2 separate regions of the Ovis aries genome follow, and region 2 is linked to region 1. Evidence: chromatin contacts called from public Hi-C data. All regions are on one chromosome and are shown on one strand. The core of a region is the stretch at or near the end of the contact, and the rest is flanking DNA. Distances in the headings are between cores, read along the strand shown.

Region 1 (5,208 bases), core at 950-3,449:
CCTGTCACCTTTGCCATTTTCTGTTGGTTAGAAGCAAACCAGGGCTTATTACACTTGAAAACAGCAGTAACAAGAATGGGAACTTGGCCAAAAGAAGGAAAATTGTTTAAAGCATCATTCTTGAGCCACAGTAGTTCCTGACTCCTTTCCTTTGGTGTTATTTGAATTTGACTTTTCTTTTTGATGGAAGGTCTTGGTCTTTCCTTCCCCAGAAGGCCTGAATATCCGCCAATTCAGAACAAAGTGTGTTTCTGTGACCCCAGGTAGAAATGTGCAGACTTATCGGTTCGTAGGGTCTTTGCCATTTGACTCCTTTTGAGGCTTTTCATTGCAGTGTTAGAAAACAGTCTGTATTTTCAGAAAGATATGTAAGACTAAATGAACATTAAATTTATGTGTCAGGCCTGGTGACCGGTGGGCCCCTAGGTAACTACAAGATCAGAAGTGCCTTGGGGTTGACTGTGAAAGGAGCTTTCTGTGAGAAAGCTCCAAAACTAGGTTTCAATCTCCCTGTATGTTCTGGAACGTTTACTCTTTTTTTGGAATGGTCCCTATGTACTTGACAGAAGTCGCCCTGTCCCAGGACAGCCAGATACCTGCTCGTGTGAAGAATGGTCCAGAACAGGTTGAAAATGGAGACAACTTAGCTCTGTTGGTCTCATTTTAGTGAAAAATTGGTAAACTGATTTCTATAGTATGATCAAGTAATTAACCTTTTATCAGATAATTGCATTTACATCTACTTCTCTTGTTAGACAATGGGCTCTTTAAGAACAGAACAAAGAACTGTGTCCTTAAAATTTTTTAAATTAAATTGTAGTTGATTTGCAATATTAGTTTCAGATATATAGCATAATGATTCAATACTTTTCTAGATTCTACCCCGTTTAAAGTTACTGCAGCATAACGGTATATTTCCCTTTCTGTGCAGTGTATCCTTGTTGGTTTTTATTTTGCACATAGTAGTTTGTGTCTCTTAACCCCCTACCCCCGTTTTGCCCCTCCATCCTCCCTCCTCCCTACTGGTAACCTCTAATTTGTTCTCTGTATCTCTGAGTCTGTTTCTGTTTTGTTAATATTCACTAGTTTGTTTTATTTTTAGATTCCACATATAAGTGATAACAAACCATGTCTTTTTAAAAATACTTCTGTGTAGCTCATCACCTTTCACAAACTGGCATATACTGAGCACTCAAATATTTCATGAAAAAATGAATGCTAATTGTAGACTTGTTTATTTGTATAATGGTTTACTTTTTGCCCGAAGGCAAACTAAAATGATCAGTTTGGACACCAGAGGGCACTGCTAAATAAGCACAAAATTTTCAGACTTTAGAAATGAATTAACTTGAGAAGTGGTACTCCTGAAAATTTATTTTCAATCGATGAAAATAAATAAAAATATAAATAAGTTTTATGTGCTTACCTTCCCCCTCCTTTTTCTTTCTGGTATGACTCCAAAATTACACTCTCTGCTGACATTAAATATGTGACTTGATTCATGCATTACTGGAAATATAAATCTATATTTAAAAATAAAAGCTTATTTGGGGCAAGAGTGGGTGGGTGACTGTTTTTTTTTTCCTCGAATATGGTTTTGTTCATATTCGTCTGCCATGATGCATTTCATTTTTTCCATGCAGAAGCCTAATACATTAAATAAAATTTTCAAGAGCAGATCAGGTAGCAAGAGACACCAGCTCTAAAACACTCACTGAACTGGCTAATTCCTGGTGGTGAGAGATGTAAATTGCTACTGTAACACCTATAAACTTGTCCACTAAAGGGACGCCCTCTCTAGATGGGAGCAGGATGGAGGAAAGGGTGTGCGGTGGTTTCCCTCTAGTACTGTCTTTGTCTTTGTATTTTGGGGTTCCTCCTCAGTGCTCCTTCTGTGCTGGGACGGCTCAGAACACTGAGTGATCTAGGTCCTGTGACTCCAGACTGAACTTACTTTGCTTCCTTACCTGGGCTGTCTAGGAGAATGCGGTCTTAAACACTGCATATCTCTCATGAAGAACAGAGGGTGGAGGCACTTAGGAATTCTAAGCTACAACTAGAATAGAATAGTCATCCACAAAGTTCATGGAATCTGCAGTTTGAAAAAAAGCTGAAACAGCTTTACACTTTTATATGCCTGGAACCAAGTGGCTTAATCAAAACTTCATGGTGTTTCATCTTCTCTCTCCGAGCGTTTCAGTTCTGAATTCCTCACTGAGGTCACTTTTTCCATTGCAGCCCCAGCAGGAGGGCTTTCACTGCGGCAGCACTGTGGTTCCTGCCAGAGTTTATAGTTCTTCTAGACAGAAGCTCTTTATCCATCTGCAGTATGTTACCTTGACTGTTTACATGTGCGGAATAATGTCGTATTCTCTGAACAATTAGTACAATTTTCCCTCCTTCCAGACCAAGAGCTGTCCGTTCCTTACCACCCCCACTCCTGCAGCTAATCCCCTTAATGATCTTTGAATAAGAGCTTACTTAGGTTCACAAAGGAAGAAGATGGGAAAATCACATAACTTATTGGATGGGTCTACTTTTAAAATGTTTAGATGATTCTGGAAGATAAACCATTTTAACTAAAATCAAACAAAGATTGGCTTTTTAGATTTCAGGATACTAATTGGAGGTAGTATTAGGAATTTAATTAAAGTTTATTAATTTATTAACATTTAATTTATCTTCAGACATTAACTGGACTCCTCTGTGCTTAGATGACTATGGTAGGTGCTGAGGTAACAAAGATTATTGAGATATGACCTGTGCTCTTAAGGAGTGCAGATAGCATATTACGACTCTCCTGGCCAAAACTCTAAAGAGTGTTGCTGGTATGAGTGAGGAATACCTGTCACGCAGCATATGAAGTATGAAGTTTATGCTGTTTACTTAATGGTGAAGGGATTCCACAACTGAACAGTTTTCAGAAAATCATTGCATATTTATTATTTGTCCCAAACGACTGAACGTTGGACAAGATACAGAGAAATATTGCCTAGGGCACCTCTCAAAGACTTTTGTCTGACTTACAAGGAGAAAAATCTCTGTGTACAGGTAATTTGAGAATGTTACAAGCCAGTATTACATATAAATGCTAAACAATAATTGTAGTCTTTTATTCGCTACCAAGAGCTTCAGTACTGTTTATTTTGATTCTCACAGCAGAGCTGATGTTATTTACTTGCTGTGCTATGCTAAGTTGCTTCAGTCGTGTCTGACTCTTTGAGACGTGACAGACTGTAGCGCTCCAGACTCCGCTGTCCATGAGATTCTCCAGGCAAGAATACTGGAGTGGGTTGCCATGCCCTCCTCCAGGGGATCTTCCCGACCCAGGGATCGAACCCATGTCTCTTATGTCTCCTGCTTTGGCAGGTGGGTTCTTACCACTAGTGCCACCTGGGAAGCCCCGTTTACTTGCTTTTATTACTTTATGTGTAAAAGTATATGCATGTATATGTATAAAGTGATAAAAGTTGGATGACGCTTTCATTGTTGGATGGTATCACTGACTCGATAAACATGAGTTTGAGCAAGCTCCTGGAGTTGGTGATGGACAGGGAGGCCTGGCATGCTGCAGTCCTTGAGGTTGCAAAGAGTTGGACACAGCTGAGCCACTGAACTAAACAGATGCATTGGCAATGTATTGATAAAGTTTTATCCCAAAGAATAAATACATCCATGTCCATGCTTTTATGTAAGCAAACCTAAAACAATATTTAAGGTTAAATGAGAAATCAGAAAGGTTCTTTGCTTATTGGAGCTAAATTTTGTGCTGGGACAAAGTAGACTCGGGGAACTTCTAAATGATGTTTTCACCCTCAGTGAGGAAGGGTCTGGCACCCTAGACATCTCCCAAATATGCTTGCTACTGCTTGAAATCCTACCATAATTCTATTCTTGATCATAAAGCTTTGATCCAATTTGACAAGCATTTTTGCAGGACCCCATGGCAAGGCCCAATGCTAAGATTCTGGGGAACTATAAGCCCAATTATTTTATTATTAGAATCAACAGATAAAGTTAATCAATTGAACTGTTGTATGAATTTCTAAATGTTTAATTTCTATACTTACCTCAATACAGACCAGAGATATTTTGTGGATAGATTCCTGTATTTGGAACACACTTTGAGTAGCATGTGTTAGAGCTCCTGGTGGTTCAGCTGGCAAAGAATCTGCCTGCAATGCAGGAGACCCTGGCTTGATTTCTGGGTTGGGAAGAGACCTTGGTGAAGGGGTAGGCTACCCACTCCAGTATTCTTGTCTGGAGAATCCCCATGGCCAGAGGAGTCTGGCAGGCTACAGTCCATCAGGTCACAATGAGTTGAACACGACTGAGCGACTAATACTCATTGCAGACCAGAGCTGTTTTGTGAATTGATTTCTGTTTATGGACCACACTTGAGCAGCATGTGTTAGAACTCAGATGAGAAGTGATGAGAGCCAGAAAACCAACAGTAGCCCAGGTATGTCCGGATGGACAAGATTCTGATGCTGCTGATTCACAACCTTGGAAATTTCCCAGGTGAAATATGAAGCTAGCTCTTGTAGTGAGGGCAAGGAGAGACTGAGGAAAGAAGCAAGCAACTCAGATGGGTAGGTGGCAGTTTCAATAAGCAAGGAAACTGACATACAAGCCTGATCTTGGGCAGCTAGAAGAGAGGCAGATCTCTGCACCCACCCTCCAGAATGTTAAAAGTTTATATTCCAGTCCTTAACTGGATTCAGCCATGTATTCAGTGCAAATGGTCTCAACAACACATTACTATCTCAAGGCTGCATCCTTGAAACTGCCACACTGTGGGAATGGTGGGCAGAACATGCCTTTGAAGGACAGGGAAGGGGTCAGGAGCCTTCAATTGCCCTGGTCCAGCTTGTGGGTCAGCTGGGGGTCACGTGCTCTTGATAACCATTTCCAACAGATTCAGTTACAACCAGTGAGTTAGTTAAACCAATGTTTATTTCTTGCTCACATTACAAGCCTCCTGTATGTAGATGCGGCATCCTCACTCCGGGAATCAGGTCCACAGAGCCTCCCACAGCTGAAATGTTGGTTTCAACGACAGGAAGAAAGAAGCACTATAGTGTCTTGTATTGCAATGAATACTTCCAGGAGACCTTCCCTGATGGTCCAGTGGTTAAGAATCCTCTTTCCAATGCAAGGGACGCAGGTTCAATCCCTGGTCCAGCAAGATTCCACATGCCAAGGAAC
Region 2 (5,208 bases), core at 777-3,276, 540 kb after region 1:
TTGAATTTAGTTCCCTGTTATACACAGTAGGGCTTTATTGTTTATCCATCCTGTATGTAATAGTTTGCATCTGCTAATCCCAAATGCCCAATCCTTCCCTCCCCCACCCCCCACCGACAAACACAAGTCTGTTCTCTGAGTCTGTGAGTCTGATTATCTTGCATAGATAGGTTCATTTGTGTGGTGGTTTAGGTGCCACATGTAAGCAATATCATATGGTATTTCAGCAAATGTTTTGTGATCTGACTCTCTCATTTTTGCTGTGAATGAAACTCAATCACCTCATGTGTGTTCCCATTTGGCATAACACACCCTGTCCACATGCATCTCCCTGCAGGCTGCTCAACCCACCTGGGGGCTCACACGTGGCCCCTCAGACCTGCCCATGACTACTTTCCACACGGCTCAGAAACATGGTCTCCCATCGAGGAAACGTTAAAGAAGAGGCTTGGCAGATGTGAAGTGATGCTGGAGAATGAGAGAGAATTCCACTTGCTAGAGAAGGAACTTCCTAAGACTTAGTGAGCTGTTCAATGCTGTTTTAAACATCAGAGTTGAAATGCCTGCCAGTAGCTCTCCTTCCAGAACTTTTTTTTTTTAATTGGAGCACAACTGCTTCACAATGCTGTGTTAGTTGCTGCTACACAATGAAGTGAATCAGCTTATGTAGAAACATATCCCCTCCCTCTTGAGCTTCCCTCCCACCGCCTCTAGGTCATCAAGGAGCCCTGAGCTGAGCTTCCTCTGCTGTATAGCAGCTTCCCACTAGCCATCCATTCTACACACGAGAGTGTATAAACACCAATCCCAAGAGTTGTATGGCTCAAACTAATGGTGTTAAGAGTGAATAAATGCTAGGGGTGAGTAGGGCTTGAGAATCACACACATACACACACACAATAAAAGAGAAGGTGTCACTTAGACAAAGCTCATTGGTTCATCCTAAGACAAGCTTTCATTAACGGTCTACTCTGGGGGAATGGTTCTCAACCATGGCTGCAGGTTAGGTCACATGGGGAGGTTTTCAGACCACAACCAACGTCCAGACCTCAGGTCACTCAAGTCAGGATCTCCAGGAGCAGGGCTGGGTATTTTTAGGTATCTCCCCAGGCCACTGTGAGGCACAGGGAGGGTCCCCAAGCCACTTGTGCACCCAGTATGCCACTGAGATGGTCACCAGCAAACAAAGATGGACAGAATGAACCCTGCCCCCAGGGAGCTATGGAATAGTAGTGCATGCTGGACCGTCCACACACTCCAAGGGGCTGTAAGAGCCTGGAAAAGGAAACACCCAACTCTGCTACCAATCGTGATGATAAGAATGAACCGGGAAAGGTGAGGAATAAGGAGGACTCCGGGTGACGCGTGAAGGTGAGTCCCTCTTGGTGGTGGACAAGAGAACGAATCAACCCCCAGAAGATGAAGAGCTCAGGCTAGCGAAAGGCCTCAGGGTTCATCGGGTGTCCAGGCAGGATTTTGCTTAAGCCATTCTGAAGGAAGAGAATTTCGTGAACTCCCCCATCCTGAACGGGAGACTTACCCCTCATAACTGACCCCAGGTTATCGCTGACCTCAAGCTGCAGCCTAAGCCTACTCCTGCTAGCAGTGTTCCTCACCCCACTGCTTGTCAGCTCTCAGGATGCCCCTGGCCCTGGGAGATACGTTCAGGCTAACACACAGCATCTTGGAAAGGAGCCTCTTCCCATCAAATTGACAAACCTCAGGGAAGGCAGCTCCCATCCCCAAGAGAGCTGGGTCCCCTTGGCAAGGGGGCTGGGAGCAGTGGCTGCTCATCTTCCTGCAGCATCTCTCAACTGAACACACAGAACAGGACCTTGTCTGGGGCAGAGCCAAAGTGTGGGGTGAGGGTTATGGTGGTTATAACTGGGGCTGCCGTGGTTGAACTCCTGGTGAGTTCGGGAATTGCCAGCTGGGATGTTACCCGAGACATAAGCATCCCCTCACGTGGGGCAGCCAGGCTCGCGGCTGGAATTTCAAGCACTTGCTCCAATTGTTCCCAGAGCTGTGGTCATTGGTATGCTCGGCACTTGGTCATTGACCTGACACTGGGTTCTCATGGTTTGCTCTCCTATCTGGGACTGAGAGCCCTGAATATAACCAAGACAGACAGTATCCTATAAAAAGCAGTTGTAAAGACTGGTCTGCCTCCTCCCTGCTTCCCAGGGCCCCAGCTGTGGGGTGAGCCTGGGGCTGGCTAGTTTCCCCACAGTCCTTTTGTGTTGGCTGAAGCCTCCCCTGAACACTTCTCATCAGCTACAAACCAAGGCTGGGGCCCACAGGGATATGAGTCTCCCATGGTCAGACTGGAATACAAATGGAGTTGCCGATTTAAAGATCAGGTTAGATGGCGTGGGATGGGCGGGCCACGCAGAGCAGAAACTCCCTTCCGAAGCTCCATCATTCTACATGTGAAAATTCAAGTCACTAACAAGGCTCTGTCTGTTTTCAGCTCCCACCCCCTCTTCCCAGGCCCTTGGCCGAAAAAGGAGAAAGGAAGCTTTAAATCGTCACCCTAAATCCTCTTTTATCCTTGACATAATCTTCAGGATTTGTGCTCCTAGGGACTCTGGAATTCTGGTGCCCCGGGGTCCCCTCTGACTCCTGCCAGGGGCCACAAACATCTCCTCATTCCCACCCCTCCTCCCCCACACAAAATTGGAAGGAAAAAGCTTGAAGATTTTCCAAACTAAAAGTAAACAGGGTCATTGGTATTAAGTAGGAAGACCCAGGTAAACTGAAGTCTCTTGGTCATGATCAGAGCTGATTTGCATCCTCAGGTCCCAGGTGAATGGACTTCTTAGCAGAAGCCGAGTCTACCAAACACTGATAGTCACTGGGGGACAGTGTGACATCAAGGCCATCAACTGGTCCCCAACTGGTCCACCCTCATAACAGTCACTGCCACATACCAAACAGAGACGAAATGTTCTCTCACATAATCCTTCAGATAACCCCTATGAAGCTTTATAGTTGGGGAGACTGAGCCACAGAGAGATTGAGTAACTTGCCCAAGGTCACACTGCATGCATGCAGACCCAGGATTAGGTCATCTGACTCAGAGGCCTAGCTTGTAACCACTCAGCCTTAGGGCCACTCACATGTGTGCCTTGGGTCAGCACGCCACGTCCTCTCTGCTTGATCACATTCTTTGCCTGGGCCACCTCTGAGCCACCTTCTCCAGCTTCCCTCCAGTATTCTCATCCTTCCTTCCGTCTCATCTTCCCTTCCTCCAGTTGAAACAGCTCCCCTAAATGTGTCCCTCCTCAACCAAACCCACCATGTACTCCTCATACACATAGGCCGCTGTGAGACGTGGAAGGGACCCCAGGCAGCCCTTCCTGCACAGCACCTACACCTGGGGGTTCCTTACTTTTCTTTTCTCCCTCCTCCTTTCTTCTCTCCCCCTCCCTCTCTCGCCCTGTTTCCCTCTCCCCTTCTCTGCCTTCCCAAGCTTTCCACTTACCTTCCCAGCTTTTCTGCATGCTGGGATAGATAATCTGGAGTCAGCAGCTCATTCCAAGGAGTTCGTACGAGTTCCATAATCTTCCAAGACCAGTCCTGAGAGACCTGTCCTCGTGACAGGGTCAGCCCAGCATTCTCAGGCCCTACCAGCAGAGGGGGCCCTGCTGCTCTCAGCAGGAGGCACTTTGAGAACTTATTCATAATGTGTTGTCCCTGAATTTGTTTACCATTGTTACTTGACATACTGGGCTAAGACCCAGTGAAGACGGACCTCCCATCTACCCACACAGCCACCTCCACGGGTCACCTCAGAAGTAATCAATCCTTGCTGCCAACTGGCTGACCCAGGCAGCCGCTGAGTGCACGTGAAAACTAGTAGCCAATCAGCACTCCCCATAGCTTTTTTGAAAGATTCACACGTGTTTAACATGTATAAAGCCAAAGAAAAACAGTCCTGAATTCTATAGCAGTATTCCATACAATTCATATGGCCATAGAACCTACAACTCAGCATGTATAAAAATAATGCGTATAGCAAACCCCGCTTGTAAGCACGACATACTCTCTTTTTAGCTGCCAGGTTTGGGGATTGGGGGACTATCACGCACACACACACACACACACACACACACACACACACACACACAGAACCAGCACAATGGAGCTAACCCATAGGGGCCCAAGGTGCAGGTGAGGGCGAGGAGGGGCACAAGTCCCAGGGGAGGAGCTGTGAGGAGGTCCTGAGGCGGTTAGAGGCCAAGCCAGAGCTCAGTAGCTTGTCCACCATGGAAGGACATGGTGGAGCTGACCGGTCAGACCCTTGGAGCAGCTGCGCTACTCCAGGAGGTTCAAGCAGTTCTTGGGAAACCCAGCTTCTAGTTGCTGTAGTGACAGCTGCCACGCTGGACACAGGATGAGTTTGCTATGGTCCTGGGAGATGCCAATTTGCACCCAGCCATTACTGAGTGCAGGATGATGGTGCTGTGTGCACAAAATCAGGTACACGGGTAGCTGGACTAGTCCAACACCTTCCCAACGGTGCCCACCTTCAGCAAGTGTCCACTCATGGAGTTCTGGGAATATGTGGAGCATGGTCTTCATGGGGGAGTTGGGATGGGAACTCAACGGTGTGGTGGAGCACTGCGCCATCACACTCGGTTTACTGCAGACAGATACCAACAGGCTGGAGGATGAGATGAGTCCTGTCATTGGAGAACACCCCCACACTCGGCCACACAGCTGACTCCCAAGGCTGCACTTGTCCAAGTAGTCCCCCCACTTTGCTGACTCAGAAGATGGTGATGCTGGCAGAATCCTCAGCCTCCTCCTGCCTGACCTCTCAGAGGGCTTGGAGGCGTGCACATTACACTGCCAATACAACATGTCACCAAGGTGGCACTTGACTGCTTCTCTGATCTCCTGGACCACTGGTTCCTCTTTTTCCCAGAGAGTCTTAGGCGTAGGGTTCTCCAGGCCTTTACTGAGGACTCTTGAGAGGCTTCCTGTTCCCGGGATCCAGTCTGCTGGAAGTGATTGAAAATCTTCATGGAATAGTGGGGCAGGTAATGGGGGATGGGCTGGGATGTAGCCAGAAAAACTGATGTTGAGCTGCTCGTGAACCATCAGGTGAGCGGTGGGGTCTGTCTACAGCATCTTCTGGAAGAGGCAGTTACACGCTTGGGAATATTGCATTCATTCTTCTTGATCCAGAAGTCAGTAAGTTTT

What was found. A called contact is a pair of places that touch in the nucleus more often than the background predicts.
Region 2: a Hi-C map of muscle shows a contact between it and region 1, with 3 times the contacts expected there. The contact joins two enhancer-like sites. A contact is called at or near these places in 5 of 16 Hi-C or Micro-C datasets (mixed tissues, muscle, skin fibroblasts and 1 more).

The regions. Positions count from the first base shown.
Region 1 is chr12:64,568,307-64,573,514 of ARS-UI_Ramb_v3.0, forward strand. No RefSeq gene overlaps it. Among named protein-coding and RNA genes, the nearest start is that of TSEN15, 32 kb to the left of the region's middle. Within about 2 kb of position 2,200, at least 6 of the 54 cell types and tissues checked have an H3K27ac peak or open chromatin away from gene starts, as enhancers often do.
Region 2 is chr12:65,107,050-65,112,257 of ARS-UI_Ramb_v3.0, forward strand. It overlaps the pseudogene LOC114117278. Among named protein-coding and RNA genes, the nearest start is that of EDEM3, 120 kb to the right of the region's middle. Within about 2 kb of position 2,027, at least 9 of the 54 cell types and tissues checked have an H3K27ac peak or open chromatin away from gene starts, as enhancers often do.